Regions from separate parts of the Gossypium arboreum genome. Here region 2 is linked to region 1. Evidence: chromatin contacts called from public Hi-C data. All regions are on one chromosome and are shown on one strand. Each heading gives the region's core, a stretch centred on a gene start, on an enhancer-like site or on the middle of the called end of the contact. The rest is flanking DNA. Distances are from core to core; before and after follow the strand shown.

The links. A called contact is a pair of places that touch in the nucleus more often than the background predicts.
Region 2: a contact with region 1 is called in a Hi-C map of leaf, with 4 times the contacts expected there. The contact joins the promoter of LOC108487535 here to the promoter of LOC108486972 in region 1. A contact is called at or near these places in 2 of 5 Hi-C or Micro-C datasets (both in leaf).

What each region holds. Positions count from the first base shown.
Region 1 is chr4:55,461,405-55,466,160 of ASM2569848v2, reverse strand. It overlaps LOC108486972 (enoyl-[acyl-carrier-protein] reductase [NADH], chloroplastic-like), which reads left to right and starts at 3,436. Exons shown (of 13, transcript XM_017791141.2): 1 at 3,436-3,679; 2 at 4,082-4,404; 3 at 4,613-4,722. The coding sequence starts at 4,128.
Region 2 is chr4:55,899,622-55,904,916 of ASM2569848v2, reverse strand. LOC108487535 (DNA polymerase delta small subunit) reads right to left here and starts at 1,311. Exons shown (of 14, transcript XM_017791906.2): 1 at 1,067-1,311; 2 at 845-974. The coding sequence starts at 1,123.

The DNA.
Region 1 (4,756 bases), core at 2,187-4,686:
TCACTTACTATGGAGCTTGGAAGCTTGAAACAAACCCTAGCTATGGAGAACCCTTGAAATTTCGGCCTAATGAAGAAGATGGACAAAATTGGCTTTTAATTTTGTTTTTAATTCATTTTAATAACTAAATGACCAAAATACCCTTACTACTAAACTTTCCAAAATTCCTTCCATGTCCTAATTTTGTCCATGAACTTAAAATTGGTCAAATTGCTATTTAAGACCTCCTCATTAATATTCTAAAACAATTTCATACTAAAACTTCTAGAATGCAAGTTTTGCAACTTATTCGATTTAGTCCCTACTTTCAATTTAAGCACTTTAGGCATAGAATTTCATCACGAAATTTTCACACAATCATGCAATCATATCATAAACCTCAAAATAATTATAAAATAATTATTTCTATCTCGGATTTATGGTCACGAAACCACTATTCCGATTAGGCCCTAATTCGGGATATTACATAGTCATTTTTCATTAATTAACCAGCTAAGCATTAAAATTATTGGAGCGAATTTCAATATAGCACAAATGACATCGTAAATATTAATTATAATTAATATTTACGGACTTACACGTCGGGGTTGTGGTCTTGAAATCACTATTTTCGACACCACTGAAAACGGGTTGTTACATTAATATTTTTCTTGTCTCACTTTCGTACTTATACTATCCTCTATTACTTGATTTACCACTATTTTTTTGGTAATGTCATTAAAAAATCAATTTACATGTGGTACCCATCATAACATGCTGATACGATCCATCTCGGGAGAGTCGAGTCATATTCGTAGTTGCCCGATCGTCGATAAGAAGTTACGTAAAGTTTAGTTGAAGGAGTTGGATAGTTGAAGAAAGGCTAAGAAAGAAATGTTAAGAAAGGTTCAACTAGGTAAGATGGATTGAGTAAAAAAAGGTCGGTATGGTAAGAAATGGACGATTTTGTTGATTTGGTACGAACTGGTTTCGAAAGAAATATAGATTGAACCAAAAGTGCAAACAAGAACAAATACCGATATGGTATCGACCCGTAGTTTATAGGCCCTTTGAGTTCGGTTTAGGTTTGGTAAAGGAAACCTCGACCCACTATCTAACAAGATAGGAACCTCGGTATGTTCGAACGCCACACTATGGGTAGTGATAAGTTCGGGTTCGACAAAGAAAATGGTTGACCAACTAGATCGCTAGGAAAGCCAATCGAATCTTTGAACGAAATGAAGAAAAAGTTGCCTCACAATTTTGGCAGCATAACATTAGCAAAGAGTCCAAAAATTCTTTTACAATGACAATGAACAACTATTTATACTAGTAGCCTTTGCTAGCCGAATAGTCAAGTTCATAGGCTTAACAACTAAGCAATGTAATTAATAATGACTATGAAAATTCTAGAAATGATCTTTCAATGTGCATGTCCATGTTCGGTCGAATGGGAGGTGGATGGAAGACTTCATAGCTAAGCATTGATGCACTTGGATGAATGGTCTTCATGCATGCTTGGGTAGGTTCAGCCAACACTTTAATTGAGGCATTAAGTTCATGTGGTTTCATCCAAAGGTGATGTCTTAAATGGGCTTCATGAAGAGACATAATAAGTGTGAACATAGGAGCATGAATAGCCTTTGAGGTGTGAACACAAGTAGTCGAATGGTTGCATGTGTGAACTCCTAGTGTGAATGCTTTGATGTTAACATGGGGAAGAGATTCAGCCACTTTGGAGAATTGAAGGATAAAGTGACTTTTGGCCGAATGGTTGCTTTGGAAAGTCCAAAAATCATCATTCCAACTTAATTCATCCATGCATCTTACCGTCCAAGGAGTGATGTACCTGCAACATTAAAATCAAGCATTAATCACCAATGTGAACACATTAAGGTGGCAGCAAATATTAACATATTAAACACACTCATAAATTCGACTAACATAACAAATAATTGTAGTAATTTGGACACATTAAATCCTAGTTAAACCAAGACATATTAATAACATGTAATAACCTAATTAAATTCGGCACACTTATTTAAAATGTCCAGAATTAAACAAATTAATTATTTAAAAAAATATGTTCAAATTTATTTAATGCATCAATCTTATTTAATAGCTAGGGACGAATAGACTTATTGAGCTCGATATAGGTGTATGAGCTAGTGATGAGCTGGGGGTAAGCTCGTGAGCTAAATCCGAGCTAGGTTCGGACTCGTAAGCTGGACCCGAGCTGGGGAGCTGGACATGAGCTGAATCTGAACTAGTAGCAAGTTGCGAGGTGAATTGGAAGAGTTAATTTAAGCTTCCTCGCTGCGGCTGGGCTGAGTTTCATCCCAAATTCGAGCTACAAGAGTTGAAATAGAATCTTTGAAAGCCTTAGCTCGAGCTCGGGTGATAAGGCCTTGTGGTAGCGTCAGATGATCTTTACTTGAACTAGCTGAACCGTTGGGCGCGCTCGCATCACATGCCATGTGGCACATCCAACCAATTAGAATGTGCAGTGTGCAGAGGCGAATCCAGGGGGGTTGACAAGGGCCCCGGCCCCCTGAAATGGAAAATTATTGTTTTGGCCTTCTAAAAAATTTTAAAATTTTAAATTAGTAAAGGTAAAATTACACTTTGGCCCCCTAAAATTATGAAAATTTATTTAATCCTTTAAAAATTATAAATATATAAACTATTAAAATTAAAATTTTATTTCGCCCCTAATTTTTTTTTTGCTTCACCTCTGGCGTGTGACAATAAATTTATTAAAATTAAATAATTTAAATTTATATGAAAAAGTAGAAAAAGAATATTTAAAAACTAAATATTTTAATACATTAACTTTGATCAATCATTGGCCATCATTGATCGATATTTGATCGAATATTGACCTACGTCTAAATTATAAATTAAAATTTTTAATTTCTAGACATTAAGTTTTTCTTGAAGTTAAACTTTTCTTTTTTACTTTTTATTCATTTTGAATTTTTAGAATTTGAAATAAAATTTATTCCTGAATATATATTTTTGAAAATGGAATTTTTTAATTTTCTAAAATTTAAATATTTTTCAATTTTATAAAATTTACAATTTTATATATTATTATGATTTTTAAAATTTATATTTATATATTTTAGAATTTTAAAATTTTAGTATTTTAGAATTTTTAAATATTTTTATTTTTATATGTTCTATGATTTTTTTATTTTTAATCAATAGAATATAAATTGTATTAAAATAAAAAAAATGATGTCACATATTCTAATAGTCTCACGTATATATCTTATTTTCTTTTATGCCTTAAATTAATTTGGATAATAAAAATAATTTAAATAGAAAGGTGAGACAAAAATTTTTAAGTACTAAAATTGAAAAAACAAGTATAATTCGGGCCATAAGGCTATTTTTGACAGCAAGTCAAATCAACGAGTCAAGAGTCCAATCCATTCACAGCCAACAAAAAGAGAAAGAAGGGCATAATAGTAATTTGAGTAAGGATCCAAAACCAAACTGAGGTCGACATTTCCAAAGCTCCCGTCGTTGCTTCCCAACTGTTGGAAACCAAAACTCCATCAACCACTTCGGTTTCATCGAAACCCCCAAAACATAACCCCACTTCCCTCCTCTTTTCTTTATATTCTCATCACCTCACTGCTCTTTCCGTACAATCCCCACATTCATAACCCAATCTTCCTCCTCCTTTGCTTCGGTGAGTTTTCAGATCTTTCCATGTTATTTCTTGCTCAATGTTATTCAAACTTTACTAATGCCTTCATTCCATTTACATGTTTATTTGAGCATTAAGGGAAATCTTCTGCTTCTAATTTGGTCCCTTAGAAATCTGATGAAAATAACCAACCATTTATTACATGTCAGAGCATTACACCACACAATGGCCAAGCCAACCAGAGATTTGGGTGTTGGAGACAATTTATTTACCAAGAAAAAGTTTTTGTCATCTTATTACATTCCCACAGAGGAGATGTTGGTGTCTCTTATTTTATAAAGTTATCACTCTTGCTAATGATATTACTTAAAAATGTTGCCTTTCTGTTAACCATAATGCCTTGTGTTTCCCTTGATTATTTAACTGTTCCACTTGATCTTGTAGAACTGTATTGACTTTGGGTGATTCAAGTAAGATAAAAGAAGAAAATATGGGAACCGCAGCAACTCCTGGCCCTTACATGACCAACATTAAACCTTGTATTTCTTCTTCTCGTAAAATTGTTGTCTCGACCATGGTGAACATCATCGCTCAGCATAAAGAGGCATCATGGTCAGGGCTTGCAAGTGCCTCTCACATCTCGTCAAGGCAGCCGTTCCTCCATAGGATCACTTCAAAGCCTGTCAAGTTTGAAAAGTTTGTTACAAGAGCCATGTCTGAACAAAGTGACAACAAGCCTTTGTCTGGACTTCCTATTGATTTGAGAGGTAACCTGTCCTTATTTCCCCCTCTCTTATAACTTCTATGCGTTAATTCAATAATGTTGAATACAGATTAGAATACATGATGATGTTGTATCAGCTAACCATGTTTTTTGAATCTTGACATGACTGAAAAGCTCTTAAGACATGAAATTTGTCTGTGCAGTATGGACGTAAACCACTTGAACATCTAATATGATGTGTCGGTTTGCAGGTAAAAGAGCATTTATAGCTGGTGTTGCTGATGACAATGGGTATGGTTGGGCAATAGCAAAATCTCTTGCTGCTGCTGGAGCTGAAATTCTTGTTGGAACATGGGTGCCTGTATGTATCTTTATATAACATATGTGTCATTTAG
Region 2 (5,295 bases), core at 62-2,561, 440 kb before region 1:
ACTAAAAACTCAATCAAACTACAAATTTATTTGAATCCCCATTATCTTTAGCCACAAACAATGAGAGGACTGGAAAGTTCTGGTACTTCAAATTTCTAATGTGAAAAAGTACACTACAGAGGCAACAAAATTTCAGATGCACAAATAATACCAACAACAAACTCATCAGAAATATGAGCAACAGTATCTAGTGCATTTTTTTTTCAAAATAGAACCTATCACCTTGAAGAAAGCTTTTGAATGAGAAATACACACTTGAAAGTAGAAATACATTATTATCAGAGTCTATGTTACTTGGACTCAAGTGTATCCTACGTGCATTGTAAGATTTTCTAAGTTTTTCCATCTTTTTGGAGAATCCTTGGAGATCAAATTCTCATGTGTGTCAGAAACGAGTGTCGGACAAGGGTACTCCAAGAAGAACGAAAATTCCGAGCAACATAGGTCAGACTAGTCCCCAACGAGTATGAGTACCAATAGTAATTCTTAGCCACAATGCCAGTATTTCAAACATAACCTTCCATGCTAATCAGTCAAAACCTCTAGAATGGAATCCAAATAATCACAGGGTAAGGACACACCAATCAAAAGCTAATACCAAAGACTTTTTTTATATTCACTGCGAACCCTAAGAGCCCCAGACACTGCAAATTACAAAAATTCCTTAACTCCAAATGCAGGTAACAAAGCAGCCAAAAATGACTAGCCAAAGCTGCTGCTTGCTTCAAAACCCAAAATCCATAATAAGAAGAGGGAAAAAGAGTACCATAGTTAATAAATTAAAAGAATAAACAATTTTGGAAATCTCCCGAAATATTCCTTTTTTTTTTTAAAGAGAGGTTACCGGGGAGATGGGATTTCCAGTTGGGCACAAGGGAGTAAAGCAAAGTTCTCATCATGTGAAGACGAGCAAAGTAAATTTGACTGTACTGCTGGCCTCTGTAAACTTCCTTCTGAATCTCGAAATTCTCATCCTAAGACACAAAGAAAAAGGGGATTATAGTTTCACAAAATCAGAAGAGATTTTAGGATATTGTGAAAGGGAAGAAAATGAGGTGAGAGTTACTAAAGAGAGGTAAGTGGATTGTTTTCTCTGCAGTTGTTCTTGCGAGTCGACTTCCATGGCGGGAAACTTGGATTGGAGACTGAAATTTCTCTACGGCAATTCTTCTGAGTGGAGAGATTTTATACATCCAATTCACTTTACGATGTATTTATTTTAAGCCTCAATATAACAATTCGGGGATGTAGCTCAAACAGTAGAGCGCTCGCTTTGCATGCGAGAAGTTACGGGGTTCGATACCCCGCGTCTCCAGTCTTGCTTAACCATATGAGCATTTATCATGTTTTTTTTTTACTGTTTTCTATTTTGCAAATCTCTTTCTACTATTTTATTATTGAAAAGATTAATACAACATTTAGTAATTAAACTTGATATCAATTACTTTTTTTTCCTTATTTTAAATTTTTAATATCTCAAATGAGTTAGTTGATGAGTTATATAGCATTAAAAATAGAAACTAATTTCAGTCACTGATTCTTAGGAAGTTACTATTTTTTAGGGATTGTTTTCCTTGTTTGTGTGAATTCCTCTCTTTATAGGTGTAAACTAATTAGCAGAATGAAAATAATCTTTTTCTAAGTTTCTTCATGGTATCAAGAGCTTTAGGATTCATTCGATCCTGCTCATTCATCTCTAATATCCCTTCCTAAAAATTCCTCCGGTTTAGTCCTCCTCTCATGGGTGACTTCAATGAAACTCTATCTAAAACTGAGACTTCACAAATAACTCAGAATGTCAATCAAGGAATCACTCAAGGTGAACTTAATTCCTCCCTTATAATCACCAATCATCGACTAGATGGGAAGAAATTCTTGCAATGGTCTCAATCGGTCCTTATGGTGATTCGTGGTCGTGGCAAATTAGGATACATCAATGGAGAAATTCCACGACCAACCATAGCTAAATCGACTTATGCCACTTGGGAACTCAACAACTCGATTGTAATGGCTTGGCTAATTAATTCGATGGAAGGCCATATAAGCCGCACCTATATCTTTTTCAAAACTGCAAAAGACATGTGGGATGCAGTCAAAGAAAACTACTCGGATCTTGGAAACGCCTCCCAAGTATTTGAGATCAAGCTTAAGTTAAAGGATATCTGACAAGGGACACTCGAAGTAACTCACTACTACAACAATCTAAAAATTTTGTAGCAGGAATTGGATATATACTATGAGGCAGATTGGGGTGAAGGCTTGGAACACACCAAGTTTATAACTCACCTCAACAATGAACGTCTTTATGAGTTTCTAGCAGGATTGAACCGTGAGTTAGATGAGGTTCGTGGCTAAATTCTTGGCAGATCACCTCTACCAACCATCGGTGAAGCATTTGCAGAAGTTAGAAGAGAAGAAAAGAGCCGTCTTGTCATGATGGGATACTCAAAGGAACTTAAACATGTGACAACTCTTGGCAACCGGTCTACTGAGACCTCTGCCCTCATCTCCAGAGGTCCACAACCACAAAAACCACGTGCTGGAAATGATTCTGGATCAACCAGACCATGGTGTAACCACTGCAGCCGTGTTGGTCATACAAAGGAAAAGTGCTTCAAATTCCATGGCTATCCTGAAAAAAAACAGAATGATAATAAAACTGCCCTGTTATCCTCCACTACTGCAGATGATGTTCTCGATGTTCGCCTAACCAATACCCAACTTGAGACTCTCCATAAGATACTTGGTACTTCTACTGCTCATGGATCTCTAGCCACCCAAGGTACTGCCCTCAATATTGCCTTTGAATCAAATAATCAATCCTCTTAGATTGCGATTCGGGTTCCTACGATCACATGACAGGTAACTCCACTTTGTTTCACACCTACACCCCTTGTCATGACAAGTCCCAAATCTGCATAGCTGATGGTTCTTACTCACATGTGGCTGAAGTAGGAGAAGTACAAATAACAGAGAATTTTTCTCTCGATAAAGTCCTACATGTCCCAAACTTGTCCTGCAATTTACTTTCAATCAGTAAACTTACTAAGGATGAAAAACTTCTTGCTGAATTTTCTGCAATTGGTTGTGTGATACAAGAACAGAAATCGGGGAGGATGATTGGCACTGCTAAAGTTTATGATGGACTATATGTTTGGAATAAAGACAGCACACAAGGAGGATTGGCTCTATCCACTTCAAAAGAGGACACGATTATGTTATGGCACCGTAGGTTAGGGCATCCAAACTTTTTGTATTTGAAGAAACATCTTCCACTGTTATTTCGAAATAAAAGTATTAATTCCTTGAAGTGTGAAATTTTCCAATTATCCAAACATACCCGTGTGCCATACCCATTAAAACCATATATCCAGTCCCAACCATTTTCATTAATCCACAGTGACCTATGGGGAGCCAGCTGAGTGAAAAATATTACAGGGGCTAGGTGGTTTATAACATTCATTGATGATCACACAAGGGTATGTTGGGTCTATCTCCTCAAAGAAAAATTTGAAACACCTAAAGTACTCCAAAATTTTCACTCAATGGTTCGAACCCAGTTCAACTCTACCATACATACTCTCCACACTGACAATGGGAGAGAATACTTTAACTCTGTCCTAAGCCATACCTTTCTGACCAAGGCATCATACACCAAAGCTCTTGTCCTGACACTCCTCAACAAAACGGGATCTCCAAGAGAGAAAATCGACATCTCATTGCTGTAGCTCGAGCCATAATGTTCACCATGAATGTTCCAAAATACTTGTGGGGAGAGGCTGTCCTCACTGCCTGCTATCTCATAAACCAAATACCATCAAAGGTCCTCAATTTCCAAACACCTCTAAATACCCTTCTAAAGTCCTTTCCTCTATTTCGTGTTCCTAATCTTCCAGCCAAAATATTCGGTTGCAAAGTTTTTGTCCATAACTATCAACCAAATCAATCTAAACTTGATCCTCGAACCCACACCTGCATCTTCATTGGATATTCCCCCACACAAAAAGGCTATTAGTGTTACTCACCAACCTTACGCCGAATATTTGTCTCTCGGGATGTTACCTTCTTTGAAAATGAACCATACTTTGTAGCATCTCATCTTCAGGGGGAGACTTTCAATGAAGATGAGACCCTTAATACTCTCATCATTATACCTCATGATCCTACAACTACTATCACAAACAATATAACGCCCCAATTTTTGGGTTTTCTATGTTTCTGTGATTTTTAAAATTTGTGTGTATTCTGGTTGGTTAAAATATATATTTTAGTAGGTTAGTGGGCCTTTGGAAGGCCCAAACTTAAGTTAAATCCGTGGTAGTCTTCGAAATTTTAATTTTATGAACAGGTGATGCAATTGGCGTTTGGGCTTTTAAGAGTAAGGGGGTAAAAGATGACACAAAAAGGAGTATGGTGTAGTGTAAAGGTGGCGCCATTTAGGGGACAAGGAAGTGACGCCATAGAGGAAGCAAGAGGTCCAAGGTTCAAGTCTTGGCTTTTGCAATATATTTTGGTTTTTCTTTTCAATAAATCTGGAAGCAAGGAGGTGCACTTTAAAGTTTAATGTGTTGGATTTATGACACAAATGAGTTGATGGCCTAGTGGTGGTGGCGTGAGTTGGCATGTGAGAGGACTTTGGTTCAAATCCCTTGGCACGCAAAGGTTGATTATTTTGCTATGTTGGGACGGAAAGAGTTAGTGTTGGTTTTAAACTCTGGTGATGGAGGGATCCCACATCGGGAAGCTAACATAAGAGTAGATGGAGAGCTGGCTTTAAATAGAGCAAACCATGAAGAGAGTAGGCATACCCTTCTTGGCTGATCTTTTTCGCTTTGTGACGTGCTCGTTTGGGTTGGGCGTCAGCTAAGAGTTTTTGGAGCGCGGATTAACTGTAGTCTCCTAACAGGTGTGTATTTCTCATTACTCTAGCAGTAGGACGGCTATTTTGGGCCGCGATGGGTTGAAATGGGCCATGTGGTCCCAATAAGTCCATAGGCCCAAGTGGATAAGTTGTAGAATTACTAAAATACCCCATAGGGTAGGACTACCGATTTACCCCTGGAGGGTAAAATGACTATTTTGCCCCTCGTGCGTAAATGACTAACTTGTGTGATGATTGGGTTAGTTGACGTGGATTTATGTTAGTTATCGTTAATTCGTAAGTCTAATGTGTTAGTGATCGATTGTAGGATTATCGCGTGAGAGATATCATCATCAATCGTCATCAACTAGGTGTGTAAACGACACCTTCCCTTAGACTGAATCGGTAAAAGCCGAAATACCGAAACGTTGGTA